Linked DNA regions of Mus musculus: regions 1 and 3 are each linked to region 2. Evidence: chromatin contacts called from public HiChIP or PLAC-seq and promoter capture Hi-C data. All regions are on one chromosome and are shown on one strand. The core of a region is the stretch at or near the end of the contact, and the rest is flanking DNA. Distances in the headings are between cores, read along the strand shown.

Region 1 (4,135 bases), core at 1,615-4,114, 760 kb before region 2:
GCATTGGACCTGGGTCCCAGCACCCACGTGGTGGTTCACACGGAGCAGAGACTCCAGTTTCAGGGGATCTGGTGCCCTCTTCTGGCCTCTGCAGGCACCAGACACACATTCAGTGCACTTACAGGCATGTAGGTAAAACACTCACACATAAAGATACATCTTTAAAAAAGAAGAAAGAAAAGAGAGAAAATAAGGGAGAAAGAACATGTGTGAAGTGCCAACTAGTGGGAGCAGAAGCCCTGGACACACAGTTAGCAAGGCTGTGGCTGTGAGCCTGGTGGCACCATGGTGCTGGGCTCTGGGGCCACCGTTACCCGGCTGGCACTGCACCTCCAGGCACCGAGAGAAATTCTGGCAGGCCTTCCCGATACAGGGCTTCAGAGCAAGCAGCTGTGTGCAGGTGTCCTTCAGGAGGTGGGAGATGTTGGTCTGGACGAATCGCAGACATTCTGGTAGGGGCTGGGAGAAGGGAGGGAGGGACAGATCATCACCATGTCACACCAGGGGCTCCACCAACCCAGGGCCCTGACCTGCAGAGGTCACAGAGCCTAGGGGCCCAGGCCTCAAAGACTCCAGGGTTCTCCAGTTGTTAGGAAAGAGAACACCTTAGGAACAACCTTCTTCAGCTATTAAGGCACAGACCCAGTAACAGATCCCCAGGTGACCTCGGGGCTTGGAGGTTCCAGCCCTACCTCCGTGGTATGCTGTGGGAAAATGAACTCCCCCTAAAAGACCCGGCTGGCAGAGCTGTTTTTCAAGGCCTGGGGAGGGACTTGGCTCTCTTCATTTGAGTTCTAGTGCTAACCTGGAAGGTACATGAGGTGACAAAATGTATCTCGGTGTTGACGTCCTCCAGAAGCGTTTGCATCTTAGACCCTGCCACAGTCTTCAGTTGCTCTATCCAGCGCTGGGCTAGGAAGAGGCTCCACAAGGCCTTGCAGTGCTTCTCCTGCAGACCAAGAACCCAGGCCAGAGCTCAGAGAGTAGGGGCGGGGCTAGATGACTGACATGGGTTAGGCCGGGCCAGAAGGCAGAAGGAAGGAGAGCGGGTCAGGATGGCTTAGTGATGGGGCTAGGTGTCAGCGGAGAATGGGCGTGACCAGATGCTAAAATTAGTGGGCGGGGCCAGGAGACCGAAAGAGGTGGGGCCAGAAAGGGTAGGAAGGGTGGGCCTGTCACTTGTGAGATGGAGGTGGGTATGGATCAAATGCCTGAGATGAGACCCGGCCAGACACCAAGGGAGAAAAGTGGTGGGGCTTCAAGTCTGAAGACCACGCCCTCTCCACGGAGGGGCGGGGCCAGATGCCTGAGAGGGAGTGACCTACTAAACCCAAGCGAGAAAGGAACATAGAGGCCAGTCTTGACAGCTTGGTGGGAGAATGAGCTAGGATGCCTTGATCTGGGGCTAGGATGGGGTGGGTGTGGGTGGAAAGAAGGTCTAGATTTTCAGGTCTGAGGGTGCAGGAGGTAGCCCACTAGTCTTGTCCCTGACTGGTGGCACATCTTGAGTCTGGTTCCCACCTCCATCCCAGGGCCCTCCCGACTGTGACTCACGTCCTGAAGATTGACGGCCACAGTGACTGGGTAATCTTTAAGCAGGTGGTCAGTCTATGGGAGAAAACAAGGTGAGGCCTGATTGAAAGCAAGAGCAAATTATAGAGTCGGAGAAGTTGACCCTGAGACAAGGGGACAAGGACAGAAAAGAGGCAGGACTCACATAAAGAAGAAGAGAACGAGAGAGAGAGAGAGAGAGAGAGAGAGAGAGAGAAGAGACACCAAGACAGTAGCAAAGAGACTCACAGAGCAGCAGAGGTCTACAGAGAGAGGCATCCAGAGAGAGGGACAGAGAGAGGGACAGAGAGGAACATGTGCTCAGAGTGAAGGCCAGAAGTCCTAGAGAGAAACAGTGACAGAGACTCAGAGAACAGGGACTCAGAAAGAGAGACTGAGACAGAGAAAGATAGTAAGAGACCCAGAGAAGGGGGCAGGGGGCGGAGATCCAAAGAGAGAGGGACAGAGACCTCACAGAGATAAAGACATGTTGTGAGACAGAGATGCGGAGATAAGGACCCAGCACAGTATGGGAACTGGCTCACCAACTCTCTAAACTTCACTTTGAAGTTGGAGGAGATGGGACTGTGGCTGAAGTAACAGTCAGGTGTCCCCCGCAGGCAAGGACTCAGCAGCAGCAACAGCAGCAACAGGGAGGACTACAGGGAGGTGGTGTCAGCAACTGACTTCCATGCAGGGGCTCCCTGGATCCTGCTTCCCTCATTAACTGGGTGTCATCTTCCCTGTCTCTGCCTGTCCTGCACCTTGGCTCCTGTGACAAACCTGTGGCCATCCTCTTTTTTTTCTTCCAATCCTGTTCTGTGTCTGTCTCCTCATGCCTCCATCCCCTGCCCATTTCCCTTCTCCGCCCGGCTCCATCACCCCTCAGGTATACGCACATTTGGGCTCCAGGCTGGCGCCAGCACTGTCATCTCTGCCGGGGACCCCTCATGCCTGTGACAGGTTCTTGGAAGTGACAGGAGGGCAGGTCTCGGGCTCATACCCTGCAGCCCCTTCCCCACCCACCCCTGTACCCCGCCGCCCCGCCCTGCCGCCCTTGATGTGGGTGCGTTTCCGCCTCCTGCTCCCCCAGGCTTCCTGCACGAGCCTCAGTGACTGTGAAAAGTCATCTCCTCTTCTAAGAACCCCGACCGACGTCCCCAGAATCCTCCCCAGGTCTCGCACCCTGCTCCCTCTGCCCGGGAGTGGGGACCTTGGGACCGCCCCTCGGGGACTTGGAAAGCCATTCACCCCACGCACCAGGCTTGCCCCAGCTGGGTGTGGAAAGCCAAAGCTGGATGACAGCCAAAGACCGAAAGTGAAAGGAAGCTTTGGGGTAGACAGTGCCAGGGGTGAGTTCGAGCCCGGGCGGGACACGCCACCTAGTGGTAACAAGTGGCGCGGCCGCAGACCTCAGCTTGGGCCCTGAAAGGATAGCGAAGGGATGCGACAAGGCTTTCCAGCTTCGAAGTGTATGTAGAATCCGAACAGTGTCAGTCACTTCAGCTGCCATTAAATAGACTTTGCCTCCACCATAAGGAATGTCATAGTGGCTTCCTTTCTGATTTCCCTACTTCCTAGCCATCATCTGCTTCCTGGGGCACAGAACTTGTGAACCTCCAGCCTCTAGGTTCCTGATTCATTTGGGATAAAAGTCCAGCCTTCTTAGCAAGGACTGGTAATACAGACCTGTCACTCCAGTTTCCAAGGAGCCCGAGGCAGGAGGAATGAGGGTTGGAGGCTGGCCTTGTTTCAAGACTGGCCTGAGCAATTTACTAAGACCCTGTCTCAAAAACTACAAAGATGGCTGGGCGTGGTGGCGCACACCTTTAATCCCAGCACCCGGGAGGCAGAGGCAGGCAGATTTCTGAGTTCAAGGCCAGCCTGGTCTACAGACTGGTTCCAGGACAGTCAGGGCTATACAGAGAAACTGTCTATAAATAAATAAATAAATACATACATACATACGTACATAAATACATAAATAAATACTACAAAGACGGGCAGGTGCACAGCTCAGTTGGAGAGCAGCTGCCTAGAATCCACCAGAGAGTCAGTGGCAGAGAACTAGCAAGCTTGAGGTCCCCGACTCAATCGATGGTGCCGCCCACCTCACCCCTCCACATAGAGCTGCAGTGTTTGACTCTGTGCTCTCCTAACCCCTCCCTGCTAACCTCATGCTATCAGTGTTCCTTCCCAACACTAGCCATGCGCGTGCGTCTCAGGTGGGCATTCTCTTGGCCAGGGGCCTTTGCACTAGCTGTTTCCAATCATGGAATACCTTCCCTCCAGATCCTTGTGTTGTCCCCATCTTGCCCAAGCCCTTGCTTAAACACATAGGCAGAGGCCTCATGACACCCTTCCCCAAGAAGCTCCCCTCGCAGCACCAGACTCACCCTGCTTTGCCCTTATCACCATTTAACACACGATGTGGTTTCCTTATCTTCCCCATTGTCTTCTATTCTTCCGTGGCTGTTTCCACCCTGCAAAGCCCTTGCACCCAGAACTATGACTCGCCTAAGCAGCAGCTACACAAGAGTCCGACCTCTTCCCATCTCATTGCTGTGGTGTAGCACAGGATGTG
Region 2 (4,106 bases), core at 303-2,802:
TGAGGGGCTCTTTCTTGTGATGACTCGGTTGATGCTGACAGTGGCTAGTGACCAGATACTCAGTAAAAGGTGGCTTCAGTTTTGGGCTCCTGTCTGCTTCTCTCCCTCTCTGACCACACTGACCCCTTGCCCTCTTCCTGGATGTCGCCTGTGTCCTGACCCCTGGGGTCTCACCCCTCCGAAGATCCTTGAGATGCTCTTTGGTCTCCTCAGAAAGCGCACAGTCTCATTGTCTGCCAGGTCGTGGAGGCTTTCAGGGAGGTGCATAGTGGCTGCTCTTCTTTGGGTGTCCCGGGAGGTAGGGGCAGGGGTGTTGGGTGCTGCTTTCTGGGCACCACTTCCTGTGTGCCTCAGACCCACCTCAAGGCTCAGCTACTGCAAGAAAAGAGGAATGGGAATGTCAGAGTAAAAGTGCTGGGAGTGGGGAGTACTGGCCCTTCCTTTGTGGGGATGGATAGGCTGAGGGGCTGTTAGGAGCCCTAGGAACAGAGGGGGTGGGCTGAAGGGGCTGGCTGCTCCCGTTTTCAGTTGTCAGGAATATGGGGTGAGAAACTGCTGGGTGGTCTTAGGTGCTGGAGATGAGACATGATAGGGTATGTGGGAGGTTCTGGAAATGGGAGCACGGCTGGAAGGCTGCTTCGGGGTTCCAGAAGTTGGAAATGTAGGCTGATGGGCTATTGGAGGTTTCAGGTGCTGATAAGGGGCCAGAGGGTTCTGAGGGCCCTAGATTTTGGGAATACAGGATGAGGGTGATAAGGGGTGGCAGGTCTGCTGGGCCCTCAGAGTGGGGTCAATAGGGGGACTGTAGACTGGTCCTTGAGGGAATGCAGCTACCCTAGGTATAGAAGACCACGTAGAGCCCAGCAATATTTGAGGTGTTCCCTAACTTGGGTCATTTTCCGTAACACCAGGCTTGCTTAGGCTTCAGCTCTGTTTCAGGATGACATATTGTCTTAAGACTGAAGCCTCAGAAACCAGCTGCCACTCGGTATGAGAGTCATGGCAACCTCCTTAGACTAGGGGCTTCCCTTCTAAGGACCTGGGGGCGGAAGTGCTGAGACCCCAAGGGGACGCTGGCTGAAGAGAACCACCTCTTCTCCGAGGGCCGAGGACCTGCGTTCCTCTTCTGCCTGCCTGGCTTCCTCTCCTGGTCCCGGGAGCCACCTCTAGCCTCTTTTTGGTTCCTCTTTTTCCCGCCTTTTCTGTCCTCTACAGATGATTGGCTGCAGCCAAGTCCCGCCCCTTTCCTTTCCGCCTATCCGAACTGACTATGGAAAGGGCGTGGTCTCGGCGGACGTTGGGCGGGTCGCCGTTGGCCGGGCGCGCGCGAGGGCCCGACCCAGCTCCAAATAGCGGACCACACGTCTTCAGCGCGTGCGCATTACCTTTAAAAAAAAAAAAAAAAAAAAAAAAAAAAAAGGACTAGCGATGAGGCATGCGCAGTTGAGATAAAGGCTATTAAATGGTTTCAAGCGGCTCAGGCTGTGCGCATGCGCCTTACTGCTTGCTGAAGCCAATCCTCTGGGCCTAGGACCTCTTACTGCACATGCGCAGAAGGCTCAATGACAGTCGCGCGTTGGTTAAGGTGAGGGCAGGGTGGGGGATTGCATGGCCCAGGAAGGACGGCCCAGCACCCGCTATTAACTTTTCCTAGTTTTTCAACACTCCTGAGCTCCACCTCATTGTTTAAGCTTCTCAGAGACCATTTGTACCGCTTCAGGGTCCCTGGGCCTGCAAGATACTCCAAACTACGACCTCTGACCCTATTCCGGAGCCAACCTAAATGTGCAGTGTAGAAGGAACCGGAAAGGGATTAGAGGGAGGGAGACTGGCCAGGAACTGTCCCCGAAGGGAGGGGTGTGTGGAGGTACTACCTCCAACTGACCTTTGACATCCCCCTTCATTTGCTTATGTTTAGGCTCTGGGAAAGGGGGCAGGCCATGTTGCATGTGACCTGGGGGTCCAAGGTCCGACTATGGTCCCTGGTGCCTGCTCTCCTCGGGACTCCCCGAGCTCTGTCGTCCCTGGAGAACAGGATGGGGGTGTACCGCAAGATGTGGAACCCCAAGGAGCCCTGCGACTGGGCCCAGCAGTACCGCGAGCGCTTCATTCCATTCTCCAAGGAGCAGCTGCTCCGCCTCCTGATACAGGTACCGCCCATCAGTGGTCTAAGGACCTAGAGACTACAGTTTCCAGCCGACCTCGCGACTGCACCACTATACCTGCTTTTGAGGTCTGCGCTAGCGCCCTCCTGGGAGTGTAGTTTCTGGTCCCTTTGGCGTTCCTAGTGGGTTCGAGAAAGTTGGAATGCAGGGGCTAGAAAGAACTCCAAGATGAGATGCCTAAAGATCTCTGGACTTGGGCTTCTTCTGGGGCCTTGAACAGGCACACTGGGACATAAGTTTTTCCCTTGAAATAGATGTAACTATCATCCTCATAATTCCTTTCTAGTACATAATAAATTTGTATCTGCAAAGCCATAATGATAATTATTATCACACCTTGAGCTCTTTATTCCGTGGCACCGTGCTAAGTGTTTGTAATGTATAGAGCCATCAGAACAACCCTGTGAGAGGCCACCATTATCCCATTTTACAGGTTTAAAGGCAGTGACCCATCCAAAGCTACAGTGAGTGGCCCATGCTTGCTTGACTCTAGAGTGCGCCCCTTACTTCACCCCTGATCTATTCCATAGCTTGAGCTCTCAGCCCTCCATCACTGTCAGATGATCATTAGTATAATAGTGATTTACTGAACACCTGCTGTGTCTACCAAGTCCCGTGCTAGATTTTATGCCCACATGCATACGTACAAGCACAAACAATCTCATCAAAAACTCCCCCTAGTGGCTGGAGAGATGGCTCAGTGGTTAAGAGCACTGACTGCTCTTCCAGAGGACCTGAGTTCAATTCTCAGCAACCACATGATGGCTCACAACCATCTGTAATGGGATCCGATGCCTTCTTCTGGTGTGTCTGAAGTCAGCAACAATGTACTGATATAAATAAAAATAATTTAAAAAAATTCCTCTAGTCAGCCTGAGAAGATGGCTTACCAGTTAGAAGCATTTGTTACTCTTGCAGAGGACCCAGGATCTGCTTCTAGTACCCACATGATAACTCACAACCACCCATAGCTCTAGTTCCAGGGGATCAGCCAGTGCCGCCTTCTGACCATTGCTGGCACATATGTGGTGCACATACATGCAATCAAAACACACATATATGTAAACACGCGATAAATTAGATTCTCTCTGGAGTCAGATGAGCCCATCATGACCCTCAGAAATGGCTTCACTGAACCTCAGTTTCCTCTTTTGAAAAACTGAAGTTTTAATTCCATCCACCCCGTCCCTTCTTTGGAGGATGATGTTCTGCAAAGGAAGAGCGGCTGCCACAGAGCACATGTTCTGTGGATGTGCGGCTGCCACAGAGCAGGTGCCAAGCCTCTGCATCCTGTAGACTTCTCTTCCCCGTGCTATGCTGGGTCTGTATAATTGACCAAATCAGTTTTTAAGATTTATTTATTTATTTATTGTATGCATATGAGTACACCACCACTGCTCTCTTCAAACACACCAGAAGAGGGCACTGGAACCCATTATAGATGGTTGTGAGCCACCATGTGGTTGCTGGGAATTGAATTCAGGACCTCTGGAAGAACAGTTAGTGCTCTTAACCACCGAGCCATCTCTTCAGCCCGACCAAATCATTTTTTCTTTTTTTTTAAAGATTTATTTATTTATTATATGTAAGTATACTGTAGCTGTGTTCAGATACTTTTTCTTCTCTCTCTGGCCCACTCGCTCTGGCCTCAAGATTTATTTATTTATCATATGTAAGTACACTGTAGCTGTCTTCAGACATCCCAGAAGAGGGCATCAGATCTCATTACAGATGGTTGTGAGCCACTGTGAGGTTACTGGGATTTGAACTCAGGACCTTCAGAAGAGCAGTCAGTGTTCTTAACCACTGTGCCTCCTCTCCAGCCCTCTGATCAGCTTTTAAATACAAATGTAAAAGCCCAGAATTTCCATCCTGTACGTGGTTGCCTTGAAAGGGTTCCTCTGGAGGAAGAGGAGAGAGGCCTAACTGGGTTTTCTTTCT
Region 3 (3,651 bases), core at 25-2,524, 880 kb before region 2:
CAGTTATCATGCCCAGCTTCTAAAATTATTTATTGGGGGGGGGGAACTAGAGATTGAATTTAAATGCTCATACATGGTAGACAAACGTTCTATGTTATCACTAAACTATATCTATAGTCCTCTTTTCGTTTGTTTGTTTTGAGATAAGTTCATTCTAAGATGTCCAGAATAGGCTTTAACTTAAAATAATCTCCATTAAATTCAGAACTCAGGAGTCAAACCAGAGCTCCTTTACTCAGGACAGGAAAATCCAAACTCTGAGTCTTCTGGTTCAGAGCAGATGAGTGAAGACTCATTTCCCTCTTCCTTGGGACTCTGGAATTTCAATCCTCTTCCCTTTCAGGACGTCAATACCATATCTTACATAAATGTAAGTGCTAAATTCTTCCACAACCCTCCCGGAGCACTCATGCCCTCGAACTCAGAATTCTGGGTCCCCAGACTCTCCATCCTTTGGCCCCATGAGTCCAGACTCCCAGCTTTCCCAGTAGTAGTAAGGAGCCCCTCCCGACCCCCTGGACCGGAGTCGGACCGGAGAAATCTAAGTCTCTAACTCAATACTCTCGTAGGAACCAGTGTCTGAGCTATCAACCGCATCCTTCCAAAGCCCAGAAATCCTGGCTGTCGGCCCTTCTAGACCCGGACTTCCCGACTAGGATGAACTGGCTCATGGATTAGGAATGTGGTGATCTCACAGCCCGTCCTGCCCAGTTACCCTGCTGTCCCCCTCCAGGGCCCCAGCTCCCCTCCCAGTCTATCTTCCGTTTGGCTGGGACAGCGGGAACCGGAAGCCTAAGTCCATAGACAGGCCGAGACGCCAGCCTCTAGAACGAAGCTGGGGCAGAGAACTTGGCGACAATCCCAGGGAGGAGGCGGAGATTAATTTTGAGACCTGTGCTGTCCTAAGATCTCCCTATATACGGCCCTGAGAAGGAGCCCCAAGCCACACCTACCAGAAACAGTGGTCCTTAGATAATAACTACCGCAACATTTAATTTGCATATCCCCGCCCCGAAGAAAACTTTTTCGCCCAAAGATGGGGTTTATTAGCATAGCTCCTCCCAAAGGCGGACTGCAGGAGGAGAGCTCGTGGCTGTGCTTAGGGTGGACACAGGGTCATTAGCATATCCCCACCCCTCTTGGAATTCCCCGTTTTTGCAACCTTGTTTCCCCTACCCTTATTAGTCTAGCTCCTCCCTCACTCTGGCCTCGCCTCCTCCAGAAGCATCCGGAGACTCGTGTCCTCTGGCCAAAGCTCATGTTTATGCAGTATTATTAGCATAACCCACCCCTTGGTCTCTCCTGACTCCCCCTAGGCGGTAGCGGCGGCAGCAGCAGCGGTGGCGACATGAGCAGCGGGGCGGCGTCCGGGACTGGGCGGGGGCGGCCCCGGGGCGGGGGGCCGGGACCCAGGGACCCCCCGCCCGGCGAGACTCACAAGCTGGTGGTCGTAGGCGGCGGCGGCGTGGGCAAGAGCGCGCTGACCATCCAGTTCATCCAGGTAGTGGGCCCTCACCGGGGAGGGTTTCCCCGAGATCGAGACTTTGAGCCCTTTGGGTTCCCTGAAACTTTCGCTTCTCCCAGAACCATCATTAAGACCCTCCTAAGAGGATCTCTAACCCTCTGATTGCGACTCCAAATGCCCAGGGCCTCCACCCCCTTCATGAGGGGAAGCTTTCTCCTAATATGTCCTGGGACAAATCACCCTCCTAGAGGTACCTGAGAGCCCTCATCCTAGTCTGTCTAGCCCCGCTCACCAACTGGGAGTACCCTAAATTCCAAACAGTTGCTCCATTCAGACCCCAAGCACTCCCCGAGGCTCTAATCTCCTGATCATTGCCCAGACTTTGATTCTAAGACTCAGCTGGGACCACTCTGTCCTAAAACAGGCACCCTGTAACCCCTGCTTGAAGAGGATTTCCCTTCAGACCTGAGATTTCAGAAAGATCCTGCTACATGACCATCCTGGGAAAACACCAATATCTGGCATACCCCATTCTGCTAAATGCAGCCCCCCATCCTACCCCCAAGGAAAACCAACCATTTCTCCATCCTAAGTTCCCCACTCAAACTCCTTACCCTCAACCCTGAAAACTCTAAGTAGCTCCCATGTCATCTCCAGATTTAAAAAGAAAAGCATAGAACTCAGGTTTTTCACAGCCTCCAGAGACCTGTTACTTGGAAGGTTCTAGGTCCCATAAATAGACCTCTCCTACATCAGGAACCAACCCTCCAGGCTGTTCTCACCCTTGGGCATCTATTTACTTTGGGGTCCTAATCATCCCCCCACACACACCAAACCTCATCCTCTCCATTCCTTGCACCCCTTTTAGCCTCAGCCCTTAGCAAGCACTCTAGAGAGGAAGCCACCTTCAGCCTCAGCAGCCAAGTTCAGAAAATCCAGCCCAGCCCCGGAAACCTCCACCCAGTTCCCACGGGGAGCCTCCCCACATCAGGGCAACACTAGGAAAGTGAGGGCCCACTTGCTGTTGTAGAAGTTCCTGGGTGATGGACATTCACAGACTAGGAGCCTCCGGCAATGCCGTTGAGAAACCTACAGTGGGAAGAAAGAGTCCAAATTTGAGCCCCTAGCACCAAGGGCCAAACCTGGAGATGGCCAGAGGCCTGGTTGGAAGTAGCAGGACACAGTCAGGAAGGGAGAGGCGGGGATAAGGGTGGGGCTGCCTCTCTGAAGCAGGATTGGAACCTAGACCTTCCCAGGGGAGGAGACACTGGAGGCTGCTTATGGAGGAGGGAGCAAGAGGAGGGAAGGAATGGGGGGAGGGGGGGAGAGGAAGGGAAGAGAGAGACAGCAAGATCGGCAGCTACTTTGCTCAACCAGAATTCTCAGAAGCTGGTCGCTGACCGGTACCAGGTCAAGTGTTAAGTGTTGAGCAGGGAATCCTTGCCAATCAAAACTGTTAGATGGTATAGTGTCTTCATCCTCGATTCTCCAAGTGACGAAACAGCCTCGGAGACAGAAAGTGATTTGTTCAAAGTGATGCAGCTGGTGTAATGATGACAAAGGCTGAAGAAGACAGAGGGGCTAAGAGAGGAAAACGGGGGCGGGCATCGGTGACAGGGACCCACAACCTGACACCTGGAAAGGTGGAAACAGCACCGCCAGGAGCAGGTTAGAGATCCAGAGAGAAAGGGGGTGGACAGAAACCCAGAGAGGGGAGAGGGAAAGAGATGGGACCGGCAAAGACAGAGAGATCAGAGATTGGGGGGGGGGGGGTGTTGCTGAGACATCAAGAGGGAGAGAGACCAAGAGAAAAAGACAGAGACATTGAGACTCAGGAGGGGCCAGGGAGAGAAAGACAGAGACACAGAGAGAGGGGGGACAGAGACTTGGAGAAGATATGGGACAGGACTCACACACACACACACACACAGATTGCTTCGGTGACAGTGACCTTCTCTACCCCCCAGTCCTACTTTGTGTCTGACTATGATCCCACCATTGAAGATTCCTACACAAAGATCTGCACTGTGGACGGCATCCCTGCACGGCTGGACAGTGAGGATGGGATGGCTGGGCTTGGAAGGGAGGCAGGGGGCAAGACTCAGAGGATTTGTGAACATGCCCAGGACAACCTGGGGGGACCCACACGTTTCTCTCTCTGTCTCCACAGTCCTGGACACTGCGGG

The links. Promoter capture Hi-C pulls out the DNA fragments that hold promoters and counts their contacts. HiChIP or PLAC-seq counts read pairs in DNA pulled down with a chosen protein or histone mark.
Region 1: a promoter capture Hi-C map of pre-B cells shows a contact between it and region 2, with 2.9 times the contacts expected there. The contact joins the promoter of Flt3l here to the promoter of Tmem143 in region 2. A contact is called at or near these places in 2 of 39 promoter capture datasets (liver and pre-B cells).
Region 3: a FOXA1 HiChIP or PLAC-seq map of pancreatic cancer cells shows a contact between it and region 2. The contact joins the promoter of Rras here to the promoter of Tmem143 in region 2. A contact is called at or near these places in 1 of 39 promoter capture datasets (liver) and 2 of 115 datasets of contacts at active chromatin or transcription factors (astrocytes and pancreatic cancer cells).

The regions. Positions count from the first base shown.
Region 1 is chr7:45,133,568-45,137,702 of GRCm38.p6, forward strand. It overlaps Flt3l (FMS-like tyrosine kinase 3 ligand), which reads right to left and starts at 2,865. Exons shown (of 9, transcript NM_013520.3): 1 at 2,812-2,865; 2 at 2,451-2,517; 3 at 2,097-2,210; 4 at 1,555-1,608; 5 at 806-949; 6 at 315-459. The coding sequence starts at 2,483.
Region 2 is chr7:45,895,517-45,899,622 of GRCm38.p6, forward strand. It overlaps Tmem143 (transmembrane protein 143), which reads left to right and starts at 1,553. Exons shown (of 8, transcript NM_144801.2): 1 at 1,553-1,585; 2 at 1,919-2,150. The coding sequence starts at 1,563. It overlaps Syngr4 (synaptogyrin 4), which reads right to left and starts at 1,195. Exons shown (of 5, transcript NM_021482.2): 1 at 1,092-1,195; 2 at 175-375. The coding sequence starts at 267.
Region 3 is chr7:45,016,668-45,020,318 of GRCm38.p6, forward strand. It overlaps Rras (related RAS viral (r-ras) oncogene), which reads left to right and starts at 1,275. Exons shown (of 6, transcript NM_009101.3): 1 at 1,275-1,501; 2 at 3,433-3,520; 3 at 3,636-3,651. The coding sequence starts at 1,349.